2 separate regions of the Rattus norvegicus genome follow, and region 1 is linked to region 2. Evidence: chromatin contacts called from public Hi-C data. All regions are on one chromosome and are shown on one strand. Each heading gives the region's core, a stretch centred on a gene start, on an enhancer-like site or on the middle of the called end of the contact. The rest is flanking DNA. Distances are from core to core; before and after follow the strand shown. Region 1 holds the start of Tmem120b (transmembrane protein 120B). Region 2 holds the start of Cfap251 (cilia and flagella associated protein 251).

Region 1 (5,221 bases), core at 1,748-4,247, 150 kb after region 2:
GTTTCCCCACAAGAGTCTCAACAGAATCTCTGTCCAACATACACCCAGCATATACCCAGGACTTGGACACTTTCTTCCTAGAAGTTCAGAAGACTGTCTTCGACAGCACATGTACTAAAACAGAAGTCCCTTGTACGCAAGGACCGGCAGACTCCAGACATTTCCTGAATAATCTAGCACTAACTTTCAGCACGGAACAGCTGGTGATCCCAACTAGAACAATCGGTCCTTCGAAGCTTCAGTTTCCCCGTCTTAGAATAGAAATTGTGGATGGACCTCTTGGCCAGCGTGGGTGGCATATACCTTTGATCCTAGCACTTGGGAGGTGGAAGGAAGCTGATCTCTGTGAGTTTGAGTCCTGCATGGTTGGCGCAGCCAGACAGGCTACAGTGAAACACCGTCTCAAGAGCAAAATCGTTAGATGGTATAACTCCAATTCCCGGGAATCTAAAACCTTCTTCCTCTCCTGATCCCACAGGCACCCACACACAGAGACACATAAATAAAACTAACAAGAAGGGGTTGGGGATTTAGCTCAGTGGTAGAGTGCTTGCCTAGGAAGTGCAAGGCCCTGGGTTGGGTCCTCAGCTCCGAAAAAAAGAACCAAAAAAAAAAAAAAAAAAAACTAACAAGAAAATAAACAAATGGGCAGGAGAAATGGCTTTGTGGTTACCTGCACTGGCTACACTTGCAAAGACCTGAGTTTGGATCCCAGAACCCACGTGTGCCTCACAACTGTCTATAATTCAAATTCCAGAGGATCTGATGACAGTCTCTTCCGGATCCCTCCAGCACCAGGCAGGAAGGTGGTGCACGGTGCACAGAGATGCATGCATGCAAAACACCCATATACATAAACAAAAACAATAAACCTCTAAAAATATATTTATAAGTATATATTTACATATAAACATTACATATTAAATATATTATAAATGTTATATGTTATAAATATGCATTTATATGTAAATATACATAAATGAGTATATATGTATATGTGGGTATATGAATGTATGTATACATACACATATACACACATACACATATATATGTACATGTATATACATGTGTATATACATATACATATATACATATATATATGGAGAGAGAGATGGTAATTTTTGCTCCAGTCTATGATCTTGACCACCAGGAAGCCATTCACTAAAAGCCCTCAGACCCAGAAGTTAACCATCAAGCCTACACCAGTTGGGTCCCTCTTTCTCAAAGGAGGATCTAGTCTGTCCCAGTTGTCCTATCTCTAAGGGACCACCAGCTCGGAGACTTCGCCATCTCCACTCACCAGGTCTGTCTATAGCCCTTCACCACCAAACGATGAGATGCAGATCAACCCATAACTCCCCTGCCCTGACCACCCCAGCACCTGACACACATCATGACATCTTCCTGTCCAAGCCAGATCATAACAAATCAAAGGACTCCTTTGCAACACCTGCCTGCCAAGACTTGCTACCTAATTGTCGATAATTGCATTAATGGCATAGTTCTGCAGTGGTAGGCTCCTCCTCCTCGGAGTTTAAAGTAAGCCCAAAGGAAGAAAACATGAGCAAAAGCGCCATGCAGGAAACCCTGTCTCCCACTCCCAACCCTAAGACCCACTCACTCACTGGCTCTGTGGCAGGACACAGCCTCACAACCCAGTGGGACAAATTGTTAGGCTGTGGCTGAGTCTTCTCCCTGTGGGCGGAACCAAAAGGATCCTCTGGGAACTGTGAGTGACCCAGGCCCTGGATCTAAAAGAGGAGGCACCAACCGACCTCAAAGGGATGCCAGCCCTGGGTACCTTAGTCTCTGCCCCTGCCTTCCTTCTCAGGCTCCCCAGCATCCCGCTGTAGAAAGACCCATCACAGACACCCCTTGACAACACCCTCCTCTAGACATTGCAGGAGGGCAGCCCGACTGAGACGCTATAGGGAAGAGGGTTATGACAATGTGTCCATTGACAGGAGGAGGGTGCAAACGATGTGAAACCACCCGGGGGCATGCGAGAGAGCCATGTGTTGTTCCTCTTGGCTGTCCCCAAGGTTTCCTGAGTCTCTAGTCCCCAGAGCTGAGGCCTCTCTGGACCCTCCTGATAGGACCTGGTGACGATGCTATTCTCTCCAGAGCCAGTTCTTATAGTCACCTTCGACCCACCTGGTGCAACCCTCTATCACTGGGTGAGGCAGCCAGCTGTCAGAACTGACAGATGCTTGCTCTCCTCAATGCCAAACTCGGCTCGCAGCAGCCTATAAGCAGAACCACATCAGGGCCCCCAAAGACAAGGGGGGTCCTTGATACTTAAGAACTGCCTAAGGGTCCCAGATAAAAGCAGCCAAGTGTAACTCTCAAACCGCAGTTGCAGGAGACGGCTGCCCCACCAGCAAGAGCGAGTAGTAGTTAAGGAGCCAACTGCAGCTGGAGAGTAGCAGGGTTGGGGGCGAAATCCCTGTGTCGGGGTTGCTCTGGTGTCCTTTGAGTGTCACTGTTTCCTCGTGAACACACCTGGAACTTGCCTCGGGGGCCAGAGACCAACTTTCTGCAGCGAAGGGTGAACATGGAGCAAAGAGCGAGTGAAAGGGTGCGAGAATGGGGGCGCCCCAAGAGACAGAGGAGCCAAAGCTCTGGGAGATAGGAAGGGGCCGTGCCAGGCCACCCACTAGCCCATCGGACGCACAGTTTGGGCCACCCTCTGGGTCCTATCGCCCCACCTCCGGTGCTGGGATGGTTAGATGGGGAAGGCACCGCACCTCAGGTAACAGAGTTGCGGGACCAGGTGGCCCGGTCCTACCTGCAGCTCCTGAAATTCTCCCTCCAGCTCATGCCACTCGCGCTCGCAACGCTCCAGCTGACCGGACATGGTGCAATGGTGCAAGGCGGCGGCGGCTCCCGCAGCGTGGCCCCGTCCGGCCACCAGCAGCCCACGCCCGCCCGCTCACTAGCCGCCTCCCGAGGCACCAGCTGTTCCTGCGCAGCCGGAGCCACGCGCGCACCTGACGTCACGGGCCCCGCCCCGGCGCCAGCCTCACCCCCTCGCCCGAGGGTGGGGCCCGCGCGTGCGCACGCGTTTCCCCGGCTCTGGCCGCGTGGAGGGCGCAACTCATCCGTCTCACTTGGATCTCTCGCTTCACTCCTCTTGTGTAGTATCCGTTTCTCTTCGGAGTGGGTGGAGGGTCTATCTGTAAGCTGCATTTACGGCTTCCGTTACTTAGATTGTCCTTGTGGGGGAGTGAGGTGGAAATGATTTGGGGGGAGGTAAAGGAAAATTCCTGTACTCCTTAACATTGTCTGACCTAGGCCAAAGCCGGTGCCCTGGAATGACAGATTTGACCGTGACCATGTAGTAAGGTCAAGGGCAGGATGGGAAAATGCAGACTTGGCTCTGTCCTCTCACGCTGGCATTGATATTTATTGCAACCAATACAGCCTAGATCCCTGTCCTCTAAGACACTGGGTGACTCTTGACAGCTGCCGCTGTCAGTCAAAAGACCAAGCACCAAGTTTATGGAATACAGTTCCCTCCCTTTCCCTGCAAAGTCCGAAAAGACCTGCGCCAGCCTGGCTTTTCCAATCACACCTCCTATCGTTCTGCCCTGAATCCAGCTCTTTGGCCATTGTTGTCATCCCGACTTGGCATTCTTCCCTCTGAATCATCATGCAGTGGTTTCTTGCTCATCCCTGGAACCTCATTCAAATGACACCTGCAGCTGGGTGTGATATTGCACACCAGCCTTGGCAACATAGTAAGACTTGCCTCAAAAAAAAAAAAAAAAAAAAAAAAGAATAATCAAATAAAATAAAGTATCAAATGTTGCCTGGGGGCTGGAGGAAAAACTTCAATGGTTAGGTCTGCGTTCTACAGGTAGAGCTTGGGTGGCACATGGCTTTAATAGAAGAGGCAGGGGCAGATAGATCTCTGTGAGTTTGAGACCAGCCTGGTTGGTCTACGTAGTGAGTTCAGAGCCAACTCCACGGTAAGACCCTGCAAAATTAATTAATTAATTAATTAAAATAAAAAAAGACACCTGTATTAGTTTCGTAGGACTGCAATCGCTACAAGTGGGTGGCCCAGACAAGAGAAATGCATTTATCTCACAGTTCTACAGGCTACAAACCTGAAATCAAAGTGTCGGTAAAGCCTTGTGACTCCCGAGACCCTGGGTAGTCTCTTGCCTTGCTACCTACCAGTCATGACAATGGCTGCCAACCCTCGGTGCTCTGTGGCCTTCAGTGGTATTACTCCAGGCCCTGACCAGTATTTATAGGGCCTCTCTGTGTGCCCTTTCTTATGAAGACACTGTTAAAGAAAGTGCCAGAGGGATTGGGGAAATGACTCAGCCTCAGTGGTTTAGAGCACTGGCTGCTCTTCCAGAGGTCTAGAGTTCAATTCCCAGCAACCACATGGTGGCTCACAACCATCTGTGATGGAATCTGACTCCCTCTTCTGGAGTGTCTGAAGACCGGACATAAACATGAAACGATACATTAAAAAAGAAAGAAAGTTCCCATAAAGAAGCTGTATCTTCAACAGTATCTTCCGCTAGTTGTTTAGAGGTTAGAATGTTGCAGGTCTGGTGCCTAATTACATACAATTCATCTTGGGCTGTGAGGGACCTAACATTCTGTGTAAAGCCTTTTGAAATGTATCGATAAAGCCTTAGTTTCTGCTAGCCAAAAGACTAAAAGTGTTGTGAGGTAACCCCCTCAGGCCCAGAACTAGGATGTCTCCATTTTGGTGTAGCTTAAATGATTTTTACAGTGTATTATCAAGTGTCTTGATTTTTTTTAAAGATTTGTTTATTTATTATATATAAGTACACTGTAGCTGTCTTCAGACACAACAGAAGAGGGCATAGGATCTCTTTACAGATGGTTGTGAGCCACCATATGGTTGCTGGGAATTGAACTCATGACCTCTGGAAGAGCAGTCGGGTGCTCTTAACCGCTGAGCCATCTCTCCAGCCCAAGTGTTTTGATTTAAGACTTTCTTTGTTCAGTTACTATAAAAATTTCATCAAACTATCACCACTTTGGAGCATGCACTTTGCGGTACTAAATCTCTGTTTCTTTACCATGGGCAATCATATTTAGCTCCAAAATAATATATGTCTTTTAAAAAATGTTATTATATGTATGAATGCTTTGCCTGTATACCTGCTCACAATGTGTATGTCTGACACTCAAGGAAACCAGAAGAGGGTGTAGGCTCCCCTGGAAACTGGAG
Region 2 (4,783 bases), core at 1,108-3,607:
ATGTGCTAACACGTCGAAACGGGCAGAAACAGTTCTGGTTCCTTCCTGTGGGAGGAAAAAAAAGGAATTGCCAGCTACTTGGGAAAGCCTAGCTTAAGTCTCAGAAATCTTTAAAATATTGACTTCCAGGGCTTCCCATCTTTCTAGGACGGATCTGAGAGTCTTCTCACTTTAAATAATTCATATTCCCACAGGCAGCAAAACATATAAGGCAAGCATTTGCAAAACCCTGCTGGCAGGATAAGAGAGGGAGGGAGGCTGGTGATTGAAATGTAAGTTTTCCGGTTAAAGGTTCCCTCCACAGTCCTTGTTCTGTGACTAGACACAAGTCACTTTGCCCTTCCTTCAAATTTGCTCACAGGCAAAAATAAAAATGATAATCCTAGCCTGATTTGAAGACTAGGGTGATACATGTCAAATACTCAACACAGGTCCACCACGTGTTCACAAAATGTGATGGTGGGGGTATCAGGTAATATGGGGGGTGGGAAGCAAAAGCTTTTGCAAAGAACTTGACAGTTTAAAAGACCTTTCGGGTAGGTGAGACCCTAAGTCTGACTGCCTAAGGTAGACAGAGCCCCCTCCTCTGGGACTCACATGGTGGGAAAACCAACTCCCAAATGTTGTCATGTGATTTCAACACATCTAACATGGTGCCAATAAATAAATAAATTAATAAATTAAAAAAATTTTAATTCTGGACTGGAAAGATGGCTGGGTAGTTAAGAGCGCTCTGGCTGCCCTTTCAGAAGACCCAAGTTTGATTCCCAGCTCTGACCACAGTGGCTCAGAACCATCTGGAACTTGAGTTTCAGGGGGATCTGACACCCTTTTCTGTACTCTGTAGACATTTCATAGGTGGCACACAGACATACATGCAGACAAAACACTCTTGCACATAAAATCATTTTTTTAAAAAAAATTTAATTCCTCTGATACATTCTCTTATTTTGCACCTACAAGAATTCTTGTAAGAGTTTGGGAGCAGGAGGGCTAGGCCCATATCTGTAATCCCGGGATTCAGGAGGGAGAGGCAGGAGGATCACTCTGAGTTCTGGGCCAGCCCAATCTTTCTTTTAAAAAAGAAACGAAAAAGTTTGTGGCTCTGGGAAGCGTGATTTGCGACGGACAGAGCTAGAATTTAGTTCTTCTGTTTGGAAAAAAAAATGCCACTTTGCCAGCACACTCGCTCGGACGATTTCCACACCCAGGCAGGGGCAATGCCACAGATGTGTTGGTTTATCCTACAACTAGATCCAGGAGTGACCTCTTCCTCTTCCTGAGGACTTCCCAGACCCCACACCCTTGCCCCCTGCCTGGCCAGGGCCCCCACCCGAGCCGCACCCTTCACTTCACACTTACAGGGTCGCTCCCACGTCTTTCCTCAAAAGCCTTGGGTCGTCCTGCCTCGAGGAATCCCAAGAGATCGCCAGTGGCTCCTGTCCATACTCCCTAGTGACCGTTGCCAACCAAGCTCCATCCCTATGGCAACAGCTAGTCGCGCCCGGCAGGAAAGCCAGGAAGCGGGATGGTAATCACGTGCCCAGAAAGCGGCCTCCAACCGGCCCAGCCTGCCCCCTGCTGGGTTAGCCGCTCTCGCTCTAGCTTTTTCCTATAGGGCACTTCGCTAGAGCTACTCCCCACACTGGCAATTCTGACTTTCCCAGAGTTGGACAAGACGTAATGAAAAAGTGTTTGTAGTTATTTTCTTCAGACTGGGCATTCGGAGGGTAGAGGCATGCTCGGAAAACTCGGAGGTGGGGGGTGGGGAATCCCTCAGCCCTTCCTGGGGGTCATAAAAGCAGTAAAATAAATGGATGAGTGAATGAACGAATACTAAATGCATAAATCAAAATTAGACGATGGGTCAGGTGTGATGTCACACCTGCGAACCCAGAACTAGGGAGATGAAGCCACAAGGGTCCAAGACAGCCTGGGCCACACAAGACTTTACTCTGTGTGAAAGAGTTCCGGGGAGCTGCCTGGAGTTGTACATCCACAGTGCCGTGGGGTTTTCTCCTCTGAGTAACCCGAGAAGGCTCACTTGTCCACCGGGCTGATTTGGGTGATTCGTTCCTTCAGTTCCCTGTCAGTGCAAGGTAAACAGATGTGTGCTCATGCCTCTCCAGGAAGCCATGCAAGAAATGGTGAATCACTTAGCAAGATTCTCCCAGCACTAAACCCAATGTTCTGGCCTCACAAAGGCTGCACCCAACCGCCCACCTTCTCGCCAGGGCACAGCATGCAGAGTTTAGCTAACTGGGATTGAAGCTATGTGGCGGGCATCATCTTGCTGTTAGCACGAAACATTTCAGCTTGGTTAAGTCCATTAGTGATGTTTGTGTTGAAGCGAGTCAAAGGAGCCCAAAGGTGGCATCCTGAGCTGTCCAAGGCCTGCTGCCCCCACTATGGGAGACTATGAATGACTCCCAACAAGTGCCACCACCTCGCATGTCCGAGTGTTGGTGATGAGGTGCATAGCTCAGAGAGGATGAACTGAATGGTTGGTACAAGCTGCGTTTTATTATAGAGGCTGGAAAATACTTGGACTTCTAGCCTACAACGGGAACAGCAAACACAAGTAAACATAGCAAGTCTGGCTACAAGAGAGGGATGCGTGGGGCTGTCTGGATGAAGCAGCCTGGGGGAGGCTTTCAAGTCCAGTGTGAGTAGTCAAAGCAGGAAGCACGCATCAGTACTGACTGCCATCAGAGAAAGCTGGTCTCTGCCTCCATCCTGAGCAAATCCAATCCAAGGACACAAGCTTCCTTGTAGAAAGTGCCAGACATCCAAAACAGAAACGGGTGGCAACTGGGGAATGACTGGGGCACATGGAGAAAGGAAGAAAAACGGAGTCACTAGGAATCACCCACACCAATTTTATCATCTTAAAATCAGAAGGAAGTGGCATCCACAAACCCCTTCACCTCGACAACAGCAAGCGCACCTCACCTTCCCACGCTGCCGACCCCAAGAGGGTCAATCTCTTTGTATTTTGAAACAGGTTTTCTCTGTGCAGCCCTGGCTGTCCTGGAACGCATTCTGTAGACCAGGCTGGCCTCGAACTCAGATCTGCCTGCCTGCCTCTGTCTGCTGAGTGCTGGGATTAAAGGGTGCATCACCACCACTGCCCTGTGGGGAGGCTCAATTACAAAAGCCCAAATCAGGAGCTATCTGCAGGGTCTTTTATTGTAGAAGTAAATAAGTCTGCTGTTTTCCAGTGGGTTACTGAAGAGGAAGCCAACACCACACTGGGCAACCTGTGAGACCTTGTGACCTTTGCTAATTTTGTTTGGAAGCAGATTTTTCCGTGCAGCCATGGCTGTCCTGGAACTCATGCTGTAGACAGGCTGGCCTCAGACTTAGAGATGCACCTCTCTCTGCCTCCTGAGTGCTGGGGTTGTAAGTTTGAGCCACCTCTACCTGGCCTTTGCTATGGTGGCTACACTGACCCAACTTCTGAGGCTGCATCAGACTCTCACAGCACTGCTAGCTGCTCATCCCCACGATGAACACTCATAGAGTTATGAGGTCCAGGTTCAGTTTCCAGCCTAAGAATCAACCTGACTTTAGCTCGGGAACTGATTTGCTTTGCACAACTTCTTTTCCAACTCCTTCTGAGCTTGGTTCTGAGTTCATGTGGAATCCAGGAGGGACTGAACGATGGTCATAATCACGTAACTGCAAAACTGGCTTTATCTGAGAAAGAACCCTGTAACAATGACAACCAGCCAAGTTTGGTGGCACACACCAGAAGACCAGGGGACCAGGGCAGGAAGATCCCAAGTGTAAGGCCGGTCCCGGTACACTGAGCTCCAGGCCAGTCTGAACTCATGAGATCCCATCTCCCGCACAACCCCGCCCCAGGCGTGTGGTCCTGCAGGAGGACGTTGCAGGGAGAAGCACAACATCTTCAGCTTTGTGGTAAACCTGAGGCAGGACTGGACTACATGCGACCCTGACTCAGAAAGAAAGGAGGGAGATGCAAGTCCCTGCGGCACTTAGGGGTGTGGTCTCTGGAAGGTCGACCACATTCCTCCAGGGAAGAGCCCACACCCATGAATATACCCGAAGCACAAATTGCACTCAGTAGGCTGTTTATTTAAAAAGGAAAAAGAGAGGGCAGGCAGCTAGAAAGTGAGCATGAGAGGACGTCTGAGAGGGACTGAAAGTGACAGGAAATATAGAAATGTACTATGTGCATGTATATATGTGTGTATGTATGTATGTATATGTGTGTGTGTGTGTGTGTGTGTGTTATGTACGTATGTATGTGTATAATACATATTTCTCAAAGTCTAGCCAGCCATGTTAGTACATGCCTCTAATGAGGCAGAGGCAGGAGGATCTCTTGTCAGCTCAAGGCCAGCCTGGTCTACACAGGAAGCTCCAGGACAGTCAGAATTGCACAGAGTCCCTGTTTCAAAAAACAAACAAAAGAATAAAACAAAAAAAAGGAAAAAAAAGAAAATGACATCAGATCATTACTTGCCAGCGTCACCCTCACTCACTGGCTCATAATCTAGAGACTTCCCAGACAGGCTAATTTGCACTTTGCACAAGACGTAGCTAAGCACAAACCACATTTTTAATAATGCCTCAACCCAGAGACTACATCAGGCAGCCAAAGCGTCTCTTCCACCTCGACGCTCAGGCGTCCGCCACTCTCTTCCAGATCCTTACACTTGAGGGAGCCGAGAGAATGAGGAAATCCCCCAGGCCAAGCGCGGGCCCAGCTGAAGAAGCTCTCCTGCAGCTCCCAGGAAGCAGTCATCTTTGGAGA

Evidence for each region. Hi-C and Micro-C count contacts between places; a contact is called where the count stands out from the background.
Region 1: a contact with region 2 is called in a Hi-C map of liver, with 5 times the contacts expected there. The contact joins the promoter of Tmem120b here to the promoter of Cfap251 in region 2. A contact is called at or near these places in 5 of 12 Hi-C or Micro-C datasets (hepatocytes, kidney, liver and 1 more).

What each region holds. Positions count from the first base shown.
Region 1 is chr12:39,145,093-39,150,313 of GRCr8, forward strand. It overlaps Tmem120b (transmembrane protein 120B), which reads right to left and starts at 2,998. Exons shown (of 12, transcript NM_001271309.2): 1 at 2,789-2,998. The coding sequence starts at 2,857.
Region 2 is chr12:38,995,524-39,000,306 of GRCr8, forward strand. It overlaps Cfap251 (cilia and flagella associated protein 251), which reads right to left and starts at 2,358. Exons shown (of 22, transcript XM_008769275.3): 1 at 1,363-2,358; 2 at 1-45. Psmd9 (proteasome 26S subunit, non-ATPase 9) reads right to left here. Exons shown (of 6, transcript NM_130430.2): 6 at 4,567-4,783. The coding sequence ends at 4,771.